2 separate regions of the Gasterosteus aculeatus genome follow, and region 1 is linked to region 2. The links are chromatin contacts, called in public Hi-C maps. All regions are on one chromosome and are shown on one strand. The core of a region is the stretch at or near the end of the contact, and the rest is flanking DNA. Distances in the headings are between cores, read along the strand shown. Region 1 has its middle 8.0 kb from the start of rhogd. Region 2 holds the start of znf711 (zinc finger protein 711).

Region 1 (4,372 bases), core at 125-2,624, 51 kb after region 2:
AGGGCTTTCGTTTCCCAGCGCTGTTACTTTAGTTATTCGCAGACAGCAGTTTCCCACCTGCGAGCTGCAAACCAACATCATTATTTCTTAAGTAGACCTGGGAGTTGGGCTTTTTTCTCTTTGTTCTGCTCCTCTGTTTTCGTCGCTCTGAACTTGCTCATAATAGTTTAGTGTCTGCAGGTCTTCCTCAGGCTGGTTCCACTCCGCATATACATATATGTATATATATATATATAGTTTGATATTTTGGGAAATAAGCTGATTGACTCTCTCGCTGAGGATAAGATTTGCAATTCAATTAAATTTTTAACCAGCGGCTGGTTAGCTTCACTTAGCATGATGGAAAACCAGGGATACAGCTGGGCTCCCCGGAATCCAATTCACATGTTATATTATTTGTTTTAATAAAAAAAACTATAGTTTTTAAAGGGCACAGTTACTCAACAGGAAACAGTGACTTCCTGTTGTCTTGTCTTCATGGTGATGCCACCATGAAAGCCATCAATGGTATCTTTTACCTGTTAACTTTTGGCAGAGCCATGCTAGTGAATTCCCCCTGTCAAAAAATATCAAACTATTGCCTTAAACCAACCACTTAGCCCATGGCATCTGAAGAAGGATGCTTCCCTCTTTATCTTTCCCTTTGTCACCCACCCTCTCTTTGAATTTACATTTGAAGACCAACGTCTTCTCTACTCAACCATTATTTAGTCTTTCCATTAGTGTCTCCCCACAACACTGTTTCTCCCTCACTGAATCCTATTTAGTTGCAAACACAGCTTGCGGCCTTTACCCACCTCTGTGTTCTTTTTGCAATTTTCCCTCTGCTGCTGCTGCTGAAAAACGTTGATTTGAATGCAGAACTGCAGCTTTCTCATTCTCAGTCTTGCTGCAGGCCGTCCACTAGATCAAGGCCTTCTCTCCGTTCCTCTTTAGCCATGCATAAGAGGAATCTCCACAGTTCTCTGACCGAATAATGCCGAGAGCTGCCCGTCCTCTTGGCTTCAGCCGGCACATCATCAAACGGCCAGTGAGAGGGAGGAGAGATAAAGGGAGATTGAGCAGCGATAGACAGAGCGGAGATCAAGGTTCCGACGGAGGCCAGCACTCCCACTCGCTCCACGCTGATGTCTCACAGAGAGCATATCCACTGGTTGTCTTACCAGCAGCTGTATGTGTCTATCAACCAGGCAGAGATGGAACACATGGGGAATCTCATCTTCTGACACATTCAAACGCAAGGTGAAACACCCAGGTTCATCGTGTACAGCACACCGTAAACTAAACGGCCATTTAGTAAGGGCACTGATCTATAGATCCTGGATGACTTAAACCTATTAATAGCATCTACAGTATATGAGATACGTATGTGTAGAGAAGCCTCCCTCTAGGTCCAGCGACTCATGACTTAAATCTCATTTTGTCCCTGCAGGGTAAAGCTATTATTGTGCATTTCAATACACCCCATAATGTCTCAATAGTTTCCACACCTTCAATGCTGATATAGAATTAGTTATTGTGAGCCAATGTCGGCAGATGTTACGAATGTTTGTGCTGGTTGGGTGAGCTTCTCTCTAATTAAATAATGAAGCAGCTTTACTTATAAGAAAACCTAACTCAGCTATTAGACCTTCAAGTAGCTGTATTTGATCACCTTTTGCCAGCCTGCCTATTCCCATCCACATAAGTGTATGTTTTACAATTATATACTATTGATTGAATGATTGATTGTTAAGGGCATTAAAAAAACGCCTGCAGGGGAATGAATTTATAATGCACTTTAGTATTGAGATGAATAAATCCCATCATGATGCCATGGTTACATACCATTTCTCTCTTGTTCCATTTGTATTTTTGCTCAGAGTATTGAAAAATAAATTCATATTGTATGAGCTTTGTCCAGGTAATGTAAGTCTGTATAATAGAAAAAGAAAAAATAATAACCACACCAAATACATTTTAATAGTGATTTCTATTTGAAAGTGGGGTAATGTTCACCCTAAACAGTCTTGGTCATGATCCACCTCACTGTGAATGAGGTTTCGGGCTAATGGTCTTGTTGCTATGACAACAGCCTCAGATCATTTTCCGCCAGTTTTGAAGAACGAAAAAATCCAGGTGTGTGCCAAAATATCAACAATGAAGTGAAGCCTACTAAAAAAACATGTACAAAGACTGAGGCTTGTGTCCGATTTAACCAGAACAAACAAAAAGGAAGGCGTAAAATCCTTTTGAACATCACTCATTTAAAAACGGATGACCTTAACCGGCTTATTAACCCACCTGCCTTAGTTAAACACATTGCAGACAGACCTCTCGTATTCACACTGAGCAGTTGTGCCTTCTGAACACCTGCTGCAATAATATGTTGGTTGGAAGGGGTCACTGGTTGGAAGGGATGTTGTTTACGAGCTCATTCAGCTTGGTCGTGGTGGTAAAATATTTAGACAAACTGCAGAATAAAAGGGGTCTAAATGTTTCTGCAGTGACATTGTAAGGAGCCTTGGGTGGAGTTCAACACATCTGTCATTTGTCACAGCCACTACCCATAAAGGTCAAGGGAATTTTTCAAAGCAAGCAGCACGCTGGGTTTTTAGGCTCCTGCAACTGATTGGACTTGCGGGTGTCTCGAGTTGAATGATGGCCCTGAAAACCAGATGGGTATAGATCATTAACTCCAAATGTATGGGGGGAAAACTGTTCTGGACGATATGGAGCTGTGTCCATCTAGTGTTCGGACATGGTAATTGAAACATAAGACAGGAGAGACAATGAACTAAGAAACAGTGTTCCACACATAAATCTTCCCATGAAAAACTGGCAAGAATATCTTTTAATTTAAAATGGTTTTAGCGTGTTTAGTATGTTTAGCTCTCCTAATCTCCGTTACAGAGTATTGAAAAATGGGAAAACTGATGACAGAGTCAGGAGGGCCATGAATTTCACCAAAAATAACATTCTTTCCACCAGAGATACCAGAGAGCTCTAAAAACAGATTCCACTGCGTCCACTTCTGCGTCTGCGTCTTTACGCACAGTCGTGTCCACGCACTCATTTCAATTCATGGTTCTAAAAGTCTTGCGTGTGTTGCAGAGTAATTCACCGCCAACAGGTGGAGTAACGTGTTTTGTCGAAGATGACCTAGAGAGTCAAGTCTTTGTGTTTGGAAGTCATTGGTGTGTTTATTTATTTATCATAGACTTTATTGCCCCGTGCATCGCCACTGCTGCTTTATCGCGGACATATTTGTCCCGTATTTTCCTCCACAACTTTGTGCACCTCTCGACCGGCAAACCGGCGTTTGTTGAGATCTTCCTCCATGAATCAGAGGCCATCCGTATCCGTATATAAAGTGTATATAGTGCTACTTAGTTTATTTTTGTACTTGAAATGACGTGAATACCTGAAATTGAAGGGACAATTGTCACAATTAACACATTCACTCATTCACATGCATTCACACACATTGAGGCATATTCACATGCATTCACACACATTGAGGCATATTCACATGCATTCACACACATTGAGGCATATTCACATGCATTCACACACATTGAGGCATATTCACATGCATTCACACACATTCAAACGCATTTACGCAGAATCACACCGATTCACACGCATTCACATGCATTCACACACACGCACATTCACACACATTCACACCTGATGGGGAGGGGATACCATACACAGTGCCACCTGCCCCATCAGCTATTAACATTCATATTATTGACACACACCGTAATCACTACGGGAGCAATTTAGGGTCATGCTCAAGGACGAGGTGATGAGGGGGCAGTGCACCGGTTAGGACATCCAGTGGTAAATCCAATCTGTCCAGGTCTGCTTGGCCTCAGTGGCCTTGTTAATGTTTTCGACGGGCTGGTGGAGGAAACCTGTTGGAGACAAACAAGCTTCCCGTCTAAGGAACCGCACTCTCTCCTTGTTGTCCCCATTTTCCTTTCCAGCGTCCTCCGTTTTCTGCTGCAAAGACTCCTTCAGTTCTGTCACTAGGACCCTGAAATCTTCCAGAACACTTTCCAGTTCTCGCACTTTGTTTTCCATGCGTAGATTATGACGTTTGTTTGCCGCTTCCTCAGGATTCTTTTCCGCAACCTCTTCTTCCAGGGCCCCTATTTTCTGAAGCAAACTCTGCTTCTCAATTTCACCGAAGTCACACTGTTTGTGAAGGTCATCAATTTCTCTGTCCTTTTCGCTAAGCATAGCCTCCCTTTCGATCAACGTGGCCTGCTTTGCGCTAAGCATAACGGATATTTCGCAGCGCAGGGTGTCAGTGGTTCTCCTGACGTTCTCGGCTTCGGCGCGAAACATTTCGTTCTGCCGTTGAAGAGTCTTTTTCTTTGTGTTC
Region 2 (4,954 bases), core at 1,836-4,335:
TCCACGCACAAGAGCGCCCAGGCGATCGCTCCAGGGCCCCAGTACCGAGCTCCTTAAGTTCGCCAAGAGTGAGGGTAAGCTGTAGCTGACAATTCAGTGTGCCCAGTAGGCCCTCGATCAAGAAGATCCGAGTGACCGCCACCGATTCTTGTTGGACCAAAGCTGTGATGGCACACATACCGTTGGTGCTAAACGTGTATTGTATGTGTGGTTCCAGAAGAGTTGAGGCACAGCATGCCTAATCTGGCCCCCCGCACCAGCCTACGTTCCCTGGAGGCAGTCAGAAACAGTCGCAGCATGGAGGCTAACCTCCAGAGCTCCGGCAACCGCATGTCCCACCTGACTCACTCCCCCTCCACAGGTAACCCTTACCTCTTCACCTGGTCCGCACCATTCCTCCAATTCCTTCCTTTGCCTTGCATATAACCCTTTGTAGTGTCACATCTATCCTAGCGCCTGACCGTCTCAAAGTTCTGTATGACCACAGTTTTGAGCAATATTCTGATTTCTCTTCAAGCCCACGCGTGACACCATAGCAAAGTATACAGATACAGTACCTGTCAAATGATTTAGGAATGTGCGTCTAAATTTTGGTTTCACGTTATTCCAGTAATCTGATGGTAGTAATCCCCCTAAAAAGGCAGCAGTGCACAAAGGATGTTAAGACGATTAGCAAACAAACCGATTAAATGCGGGTTTCGAAATGTTGAGAAAATATGCTTTGAGTAAATGCAAACAAAGTTAAAAAGAGAATTCCTATGAAAGTAAATGTATTCATTGTTTTATTTTTTTAGTGCGTTGAAGAATGACTTTTTTTTATCAACAGACGACATGAGAACATTAGATTGCACCAATATCAAACATGTACTAAAACAAAATGTGCCCATCTTTCTCTATACTATACATACTTTATTCACACATCAGTAAATTCATAATAATAAATGTTAAACACACGCAACTTGAGTTTTGATGCACGTTAACAATCTAATTACATCGCAGAAAAAAATCTGTCAATCTGATTTAAATGGATACATTGATCAAACCTTGACTGTAACCCTAAGAAAAAAACAAACTCGTGTATATGGCCCACCAGTACTGAAGAGTTGCATAAACCATCCCAAATGTGCCCTTCTCCTTCCCTGACACCTGCCCCAGGTAATGAAGAGATAACTGCTTTCACTCACCTGCTACATTAATATTCCGCTACTTTCCTCCAAATATATGCTTGATAATCTGTGGCTCCTCCCGGGCTGACCTCCTACATGCCACACCCCTGGTTTGGGATTTCAACTAAAGCAGATCTATCTTTTTACATATCACTGTGTGCTTTATTCTTCGGTCTGGTGGGGATTAGATTATAACACTGTGCCTTCTTCCGTTTTCAGGTATCCCGTCCGGTCGGCTGCGCGGCAGTGGCCAATCACCGCTCTCCCTGCGGATCCCAGTAAAAGCCGTGACTCCAGTGGGCTCCATGGCAGCTGGTCGTCAGCCTTCTAGAGGTCTGCCTGTTGCCCAAGCTGGAGGGGGCCGCAGGGTCCAGTCTCCAGCCTCTGCCAATGGCGGGGTCTATACACCCGGGAGAGCCTCCACTGGGGCAGGAAGGGCTGCCGCGGGCCGAGGACAGGCATCGACCAGGAGTAAACTCTCGCAGCCCAGGTCAGTGCTTAAATGAAAATCTTTGAATAAATTGAGGAAAATGTCCTTTAAAAAAAAAAAAAAAGGTTAAATATTTTGTTGTGCCAATCATATGATCCCAATCTGATACATGGCTCTTGAATGAAGACTAACTCTATCTTATTGACAGGTCTTTGGGCTTGAATAAAATGTCAGATGAATCCTGGAGAGATGGCTGTTACTGAGCCTGGCCGGTAATGAAGGACGTTTCCTGCTGCAACTCTTCTCTTTACCTCTCGTAGAAGACTGTCCACAAATGTGTCGTACAACCTTTTCTGATAGGAGCACCTTCGCTGCACCGGATTCGTAGTTGACTTTTCCTCGCATGAAACCTTGTCAACCCACACAAAGAGGATGTGTAGGCAGACATAAAGGCACACGTGCACTCTCCACGTGGCATAGACCAACTCTGAGCTTCCAGAAGATTTGTTTGTGTCAATTTCACTTATTTTTCTATGGTAATTGTGAGAAACTGTGCTGGAATATTAAGGGTTGTATCACTGTTTGCTTGATGTACTTGACATGAAGACAATTTCAAAAAATATACGGTTTGTTAATTTTCTGTGTGCATTCCTACTAGATTAAGGTGCTGAATGTTGCATGCTTGGTTTTGTTTTTTAATCCCTCATGTAAATGAGATTACAAATGTGTGAATTCATGAATGTTTGATTGGTTTACTGTGTAATTATCTTTGTCTCGTATTTGTGTTATGCTCTTTGCTTACAAAGCAATGCAACTCCTGTAAACCACACTGCCCTTATAAATAAGTCTAAAAAAGAAGGAAAATATGGTTTGTGCCAAGGCGCATTTCAGCTGCAAAACTTTCTACTAGAAGAATCTTGAGTCATCAATGGTACTGTTAGGCTACTGCATTTTGCAGGTATTTTTACTGCATATCAATATTTGTTTTGAGTGCTTTTGGATACCATTGCAATGAAGAAAATGTGTATGCACTAAGGCCTTGTTCCTTAAGACAGCTATGCACCCTCATGCAGAGCAACTCTGACAATTAGGAGCTGTAATGAAAATGAAGAATAAAGTTTACCCTAAAATTAAAATTGCAGCATTCGGGTTTTCTTCTTGTACAAAAAATGCCCGCCAAGTCATGGACCGTTCACTTTGCATGCTTTTTAATCCAACTGCAATCCATTTGCAAAACTAGTAGCAAGTACCATCAGCATCTCCCGGTTATTTCCTGTGTTCGTGACCAAACCCACCCACAGCTTGTGACAAAATGGCCCACAGGCCTCATCCGTGCATACAAAGTCTGAGTGCATTTTACAACCCCATTAAAAAAAATACATACAATTCTTGATGCGAAAATAATGTAATGACGTGTCGCAGAACTAGGCATCGATATGTTTCCATCACGAGAACGTCTGTTTTAATGTAACTCTGCTCTCTTATGCATGACGCAAATAGTAAGGGATCAGCGGTAAACGAGGCCACGCATTGTCTGCCCCCCGCCCTCCCTCTGCTTGTCAGGAAGCAAGCTGATTGGCCGAGGCCTAGCAAAGGGTGCCCGGGGATCCAAAACTGCAGGCCGCACTTAGCTTACCGTCAAAAATAAACCAAAACAATAACAGACAAAACTGAGAAGGGGGAGAAACACCGATAGAGTCAGAAGACGACGCTATCAGGTAAAATTAATTTGAGTCCGTTAGAAAGGCATATGGAATAAGACGCAAGGGCCCAGTCGGCCGTAGCGGGCCTCTTGCAGCCTTTTGGAAAAACAACATGGAAGATAATGCGACACAGGATGCTTCAACTAGCTTAGCCGGCTAGCTAGCTGACCGAACGGCCGTCGTCGTGCAGATCGGAACGGCTTGCAAGAAAATGATTGCATCGGGGATACTCTGTTGTTGCTTGTGCTAACGGCTTTACTGGTGTTGTGACGTTGTGTGAAGATGATACTGAAATGATTAAATACGCCAGGTTGTTACATGCCTGACATTAGCCATAATGCTAAACAAAATGGCGCTCGGGGGACCGTCGCTAGCTTGCTGGCTAGTTAGCTCTAGTGGGTGGAGGGCGGTAGCCGCAGTAGTATGCATTGCATAAGGTCTGCAGTACTTTCATTGGCGGCCATAAACTCTGAGGATGTGTAGCTTTATGCGGAGTCCAGAGTACAATGCTGTTTTAAAACGAAAAAAGTGGCTGCACCGTATTAGTTTAACCCCAATACGGTGGAAACGGTGGAAATCGGGAACCCGTATCATCACTGCAGATCTCTGCAGACGTTAACGTTACGCTGTTGGCTAATTTTGAACAGCCGTGTGACGGCAATACACTCCCTCTCATACAAACAGGCAGGACTCATCTTGTAGCAGCAATCAGAGCTGTTGCCAGTGAGCTCATCCTCTTGCACACTGAGCAGGACAGCCATTTGTCTCGGCTGGGCTGCAGCCATCAGGCTCAACCAGCTCCAGGTGTCCTATATGTCCTCAGGTTGAAGTTGCCTGTAGTACTCTAGATAAGCAATGGATGGAGCCAGCGGCCAACAACACTAGTGGTCCTATTCTAAGTGGCAACTTGTGGTCGTTATTGTAACATGTGACAGTGCTGAGTGAAAGCTCCTGTATCTCTCTTCTAACATCAGCACAATGCTTATTGTACCAATTGTTTGTTTCTTGTTTTTTGACAGAGGGACTGATTGATTTACCTTGATGGGAGAAAGTACATCAAATACCCTATTGATTGCATTCTAAGGGTATTGTCATCAAATGTAACGGTATGTATCCAGCTTTGTTTGAGGGTGTTTTCACTTTCATTTTTAGCAACGCACCTTTAACAAAGGCTAACACAGTGTACACGGCAAATGTCAGTATTTTTCCAGAGTACAGACATGGATCAAGGAGGAGGGGTGTTGGAGCTGCACACTCAGGAGCTGAAGATGCCCCACGCTATGATCATGCAAGACTTTGGTAGGTGGTGAAATAGGACACGTTGAACCAATAATCAACGCATGCAAGATGTATTCCAAGATACATTATCCCACCAGTAAAGGTTGAGCTAGATCCTACAGGCTATGAATATACAGACTGTAATTTCCTCAAAGCATAGGATTGCTGTATACCATAAGAGACCACTTCTCCACCTCATGTTGTTTGGGTCACATCTGCTAATGTTCTGGGTCTTTGTATGTCACATCACAGTGGCATACAAAGGTAAGTCTGACATTTTCACAGCATACCAACAACAAGAATACACCCTCACAAACATATGTGTAAAAACTAGTTTTTGCCTGTGCTCATCACAAAACTTGTTGTAATGCAGCCCT

Evidence for each region. Hi-C and Micro-C count contacts between places; a contact is called where the count stands out from the background.
Region 1: a contact with region 2 is called in a Hi-C map of skeletal muscle, with 2.8 times the contacts expected there. The contact joins the enhancer-like site here to the promoter of znf711 in region 2. A contact is called at or near these places in 4 of 6 Hi-C or Micro-C datasets (liver, skeletal muscle, tail fin and 1 more).

The regions. Positions count from the first base shown.
Region 1 is chr4:12,622,052-12,626,423 of fGasAcu3.hap1.1, forward strand. No RefSeq gene overlaps it. Among protein-coding and RNA genes, the nearest start is that of rhogd, 8.0 kb to the right of the region's middle. Within about 2 kb of position 1,375, at least 2 of the 9 cell types and tissues checked have open chromatin away from gene starts, as enhancers often do.
Region 2 is chr4:12,569,398-12,574,351 of fGasAcu3.hap1.1, forward strand. It overlaps znf711 (zinc finger protein 711), which reads left to right and starts at 3,086. Exons shown (of 8, transcript XM_040172840.2): 1 at 3,086-3,314; 2 at 4,319-4,405; 3 at 4,500-4,598. The coding sequence starts at 4,520. It overlaps LOC120817069 (SLAIN motif-containing protein-like), which reads left to right. Exons shown (of 8, transcript XM_040172843.2): 5 at 1-74; 6 at 218-361; 7 at 1,386-1,656; 8 at 1,805-2,732. The coding sequence ends at 1,859.